2 separate regions of the Sus scrofa genome follow, and region 1 is linked to region 2. A link is a contact called in public HiChIP or PLAC-seq data. All regions are on one chromosome and are shown on one strand. The core of a region is the stretch at or near the end of the contact, and the rest is flanking DNA. Distances in the headings are between cores, read along the strand shown. Region 1 overlaps COL8A2 (collagen alpha-2(VIII) chain). Region 2 holds the start of TRAPPC3 (trafficking protein particle complex subunit 3).

Region 1 (2,720 bases), core at 6-2,505, 40 kb before region 2:
TTAAGGATCCAGCATTGCTGTGACCTGTGGTGTAGGTCGCAGACGAGGCTTGGATCCCGCATTGCTGTGGCTGTGGTTGAAGCATAGGCCAGCAGCTACAGCTCCAACTGGATCCCTAGCCAGGGAACTTCCATATGCCGTGGGTGTGGCTCTAAAAAGACCAAAAAAATTTAAAAAAAAAGTGAAGTATTGATAAATGCCACAGTACAGATGCATCTTAAAAGCATAGTAAGTGAAGAAGCCAGTCACAAAATCATATTATATAATTCTATTTGTATGAAATGTTCAGAATAGGTAAATCTATAGAGATAGAAAAAAGATTATTGAGTGCCAAAGGCTGCAGGTGGTGGTGAAAACAGGGATGACTGCTAATGGGTTCAGTGTTCCTATTAGAGGTGGTCAAAATGTTCTAAATTGATTGTGGTGATAGTTGCACAATTCTGTGAATACCTTTAAAAAACATTTGTTTTGGAGTTCCCATGGTGGCTCAGCGGAAACAAACCTGACTAGCATCCATTAGGATTCAGGTTTGATCCCTGGCCTTGCTCAGTGAGTTAGGGATTCAGCATTGCTGTGAGCTGTGGTGTAGGTCGAAGATGTGGCTCCAATTTGGTGTTGCTGTGGCTGTGGTGTAGGCTAGCGGCTACAGCTCCCATTCAACTCCCAGCCTGGGAACCTCCATATGCCGCAGGTGCAGCCCTAAAAAGACAAAAAAAAAAAAAAGTACATTTTAAATGAGCCAACTGTATGCTATGTGAATTGTGTCTCAATAAAGTTTTGGTTTTTTTCTTTTTAGGGCCTCACCTGCAGCATGTGACATTCCCAGGCTAGGGGTCAAATGGAAGGTGAAGTTGCCTGCCTGTGCCACAGCCACCACAACACTGGATCCGAGCCATATCTGCCACCGGCATCACAGCTTGCAGCAATGCCAGATCCTTAACCCACTGATGGAGGCCAGGGATGGAGCCCACATCCTCATGGATACTAGTTGGGTTCTTAACCCTCTGGCCACGATGGGAACTCCTCAATAAAGTTTTGTGGGTTTTTTTGTTTGTTTTGTTTTTTTAATGCCAGGCTAACAATCTGCTTCTCAGGGCTGCTGTGATGATTAGAGAGATCATGTCTGCCTCAGGGGGGACACCCATCAATATCTGAAGAGGGGACTAAGCTGGCCTTTTGCACAGCCCAGGGAAGTCCCACTTCCCCTGCATCCCTGCCCTGGGCTCCCCTCATCCCGCCCAGGGCCTCTCCACGTCTGGCCACAAGAGGGGGCAGGATGGGGTGAGCACATCCAGGGATGCACGTGGGGCTGAGTGTGGAGCTGCAGGGCAGTGTTCCTGCAAACTCAGTATCACACAGGGCTTTGCTGGAATGAACACAGGGCTCCCAAGAATGTGGGTGATGCTGCCAACCCAGCTCTGCCATCAGCCCATCTGTAACCTTAGGCAGGCGGCTCAACCTCCCTGAGCCCCAGGGTAATAGTAACACCTGCCACCTACGGGCTCCCCAGTCACCAGGCGAGGCTTCACCAGCTTCGCCTCACTAATCTTCTCAGTGACCCCCCCCCCATCGGCTCATACAATTATCATCCCCTATTTTATAGGTGAAGCAACAGAAGCTTAGACTAAGGATCTTGCCCAGACCACCACTTGCCCTCGACACAGGCCCCCTGTTCTATCTGTACCAGGATTAAGGCTGCACCATATAGGCCTGGCCCTCAGCTACTGCTGATGGAAATTCTGGCCAGGCCCTGTTCTAATGTTCGAGATCCCCTCCACATTCAGCCCTCTTTTACAGACGAGGAAACCAGGGTGCAGTCAGGGCCTAAACTCAGGCACTCTGACTCTTGAGACCCAGCCCCTAACCACCACACCATGCAGCCTCTCTGGAGCTGGATAAGGGCCCTCCTACACTGGCCCCCTGAGCCGGGGGCTACTGGAGTGGAGGGTGGTGCTCACACATGCACAGAGCTAGAAGGTTCTGCCTGGTGGGTGGGCAGGGGCTGAGAGGAGCAGGAAGCAGGGAGAGGAGAGTGAGCAGTTCTGGCCCGGGTGGGCCAGAGGCCAAGATCATGGCACCACCACAGGAGGATTCAAGGCAGCCCTGACTCTGGGGAGCGCTGGTCCCCTTCCCATGCTGAGCTGAGGCTTTACTGGGTGTGGGAGTGATGGAGGGTGCAGGCCGCCCCAGGTTCAGCAGGGAGGGTAGGGGCGCAGGGCAGTGGGGCGGGGGAACACGACTGTGCAGGAGCACAGGCAGGGGGCGCCAGAGGAAGAGCCCCGGGCCCAGTCAGGAGCCCAGGCAAAGCCCCCTGCCAGCTCCCCGCCTTTCCTTCCTCCTTAGCAAGGTGGGTCTTCAGGAAGCATCCCTGAGTTTGCCCCCTCCCCGCACCCCCTGCACCGTGGACGTGGGGCAGGTCCCCGCAGGACCCCAGAGCAGGTGTTTCCTCTAGAGGGAGGAGTGTCGGAGTGAGGACAGCTCACACCACCGCCTAAGTGGGGCCCATTCCACGTGTGATGTCATTCCCGCAAGGTCCCCAGGGGAGTGGCCAGAGGCGGCAGCCAGGATCTGAGCGGCGGTCTGTGAAGAACCTGAGCTCTTAACGGGCAGGCACTGCCTGCCGTGGGGGAGGGAGGCTGGGGGAGCCTGCCAGAGCCCGAGCTAGACAGACAGAGGAGCAAAGCGAGAGCGTCGCTTCCAGCTCCAAGCTGCCTGTGGGT
Region 2 (2,700 bases), core at 170-2,669:
TTTAAATATTAAATTTTTATTTTTTGGTCATGTCTGCAGCATGCAAAAGTTCCTGTGCCAGGGACTAAATGCCAGCCACAGTAGCGACAATATTGGGTTCTTAACTCACTGAGCCACCAGGGAACTCCCCAAAACAGTAATTCTTAACCTGTGTCCATAGAGTATCTTCAGGGGGCCCACAGATGCCTCCCAAAATGTAAGTAAATGTCTATGTGTATGTGTGTCTACTTACTATTTCTGGGGAGAAGGTCCATAACTATCACCAACTTCTCAAAAGGGGTCTGAGAGAGAAAAAGTTAAGTACAGTACTACACCAGAGTAACAAGGCTGCCTGCTGCCCATTTTTCGTGGCTGTTCCTGATATATGATGCAAAGGTGTGAGGGAAGTTTAGACATGTGTCAACAAAGGGCCCCTGATCTGCCCTGTATGCAACCTTCAGTAACTCAGTTAAATCGGAAAGCAAAGAGAACTGGGCAATTCTGGATGAACTAAGAAAATGCCAAAGAAAAGGAACACGCATCAAAAAGTCCCCTTAGTTTGAAGAAAAAAGTCATCTACCTTACTTCCCAGGCCCAGCCCCCATCTGCAGCCAAACTTTATGGAACTATATTCCCAGGACAAGAAAGAAGCCAGAGAAGAGTACCACTGACTGCCTACTTTGACCCACCCCTTACTCTTCCTTTCTGGCAAAACCAGAATGTGAGCATCTCTTGCAATGCCCACGGCATAGTGTGAGAGATATTATGGTCTGAAGCATGAGCTTTGGGGTCAGAGAGACATGGGTTCAAATTCCAACTCTTCCTAGCGGTAAATTTGGGCAAGTTATGTAACCTCTCTGAGCCCCAAAACGGTGAGAATTACTTTGCGGATTAAATGAGATAATGGATATAAAGTGCTTGGCCCAGTGCCTAATTAACAGAAGAGCGCAACAGTGGGAATTACTGCTATTACCGTCGTCGCTGTTGATCCCGTACTCAGGCCTCGGGGGAGGGGTCTCTGAGCTACTCCAGAGGCCCTCCAACCCGCCTCAGGCCCACGACGCGCCCCGAGCGATTCTCCACTCTCGACCCATCTAGCAGCCTCCTCCTCCTTCGTTCCACCGGAATCACTCCCTCCCAGCGCTCGGAGAAGGCGCTTTACCAGTTGGGCCCTGCGCCCTGCGCCGGGCCCCTTCCCCAGAACGCCCCCATTCCGCCCCGCCCGCCGAGATCACACGCTCCGGTTACCATTTTCTTGCTCTCGGTGCCACGATTCGCCTGCCTCGACATGGTGCCGGCCGCCTACCCCGCCTCGCCACAGACCCACCCGGCGACCCCTCCTAAAACCTCTGGACCCAGTTAGCGACCCCACAGCGTCGGGGATTGACGGGTGCCGCCTCACCGCGCCTGCGCGCCTGCCGCGGGGCACCACGGGAGTCGTGGTCTGGCCGACGAGGGTAATTCCCGCCCAATAAACGTCGGACTACAACACCCAACAGCCTCATTGGCGCCACCGCGTAGCTGGACTATAACTCCCAGAGTGCCCCGTGCTCAGCGGACTCCTGGAGCCTGGCTCCCCATGGGCTGCAGTATGGCCACTAGGTGGCGTTAGCAGTTTGCGGTAATCTTGTATCGTCCACACTTCCCCTTCCTGCCCCCCCAACCCCCACTCAGAGATGCTCCGCAAATTCCTCTCTCGCTGGGGTTGGTCTTGGAAAGTCCCTCTTTCAAACTAGCTTCTTCCGCTGTTGCTGCAATTCAGAGCTAGAAGCTCCCAGGATGTCCCAGAAGACTGGCTATGGCTCATACACAAATCTGGCTTCTTCACAACAATATTTAATGACCACCTACTACGTGCCAACGGCTTTCTCTTCAAATTGCCATCTGTCCCCAGACCCCAAACGCAGCTAAGCATCTGCATCTTAACCACTGTGGCCTCCTGATGAAACATCCAGTCTGATAAAGTTCAGGTCATTTTCTCCCCCTCCCTCCCCTGTAACAACTACAGTCTGGTTCCAGGAAAAAAAAAAAAAGATCACCAGCGTTGGTAGCAGCCAGTCCTGGATTTTAATCCCAGCTTTGCCATTTTAGGCAAGTTGCTGGATCTCTCTCAGTTGTTGTGAAGATTGGTGAGACATGTATGCAGAGCACTTGGCACAAAGTAACTGTGCATTCCCTTTCTTCCAGCCACTCTCTAAAAACACAGCCCAGCAAACAGGCCCCAGAAATACCAAGGGAATGTGCTGGCCACACCCTCACCCATCACCAAGGCAAGTCCTGCAGTCCCAGACCATATAGCCCTTTGGTTTCACCTCCAGCCATCCCTCCCTGACTGGTCAATTCTGACAGAACTGGGCTGGGAGTCCAAGGAGCACCCTCTCCTCACTTAGGCCTGGTGGTCTGGCTCTGAGGCAGCTGCATTTTGCTGCTAGCCTTCACCATGATAACCAGCCTGCCCAGGCATGGCCAGCCTGGCTGGGGAAGGCTGGGGGGCCCGGCTGCTCAGCCTGAAAGACAGTACCCAGGATTCCCTCAGTCTCTCCCCCAGGGTGCAGGACTAACCATTATTACACTCTTCTCCCCGTGGCACAGACATTCTGGGGCCTCCCTAGAGGTAGTGACCTGTGACTCTCCTTCCTGTGTCAGTGCCTTGGCCAAGGGTTCTAGGAAGGAACACGATGGTCAGCTGGAGGTGGGGGTGGGGACGCTGGGGTGGGCTAG

The links. HiChIP or PLAC-seq counts read pairs in DNA pulled down with a chosen protein or histone mark.
Region 1: a contact with region 2 is called in an H3K27ac HiChIP or PLAC-seq map of alveolar macrophages. The contact joins the enhancer-like site here to the promoter of TRAPPC3 in region 2. A contact is called at or near these places in 25 of 47 Hi-C or Micro-C datasets (adipose tissue, alveolar macrophages, blood and 14 more) and 2 of 2 datasets of contacts at active chromatin or transcription factors (alveolar macrophages and skeletal muscle).

Annotation. Positions count from the first base shown.
Region 1 is chr6:92,252,441-92,255,160 of Sscrofa11.1, forward strand. The region is part of intron 2 of COL8A2 (collagen alpha-2(VIII) chain); the gene reads right to left. Among named protein-coding and RNA genes, the nearest start is that of ADPRHL2, 15 kb to the left of the region's middle. Within about 2 kb of position 1,256, at least 13 of the 83 cell types and tissues checked have an H3K27ac peak or open chromatin away from gene starts, as enhancers often do. A contact at or near this core is called in alveolar macrophages, where this site is marked.
Region 2 is chr6:92,292,293-92,294,992 of Sscrofa11.1, forward strand. It overlaps TRAPPC3 (trafficking protein particle complex subunit 3), which reads right to left and starts at 1,420. Exons shown (of 5, transcript XM_005665219.3): 1 at 1,228-1,420. The coding sequence starts at 1,269.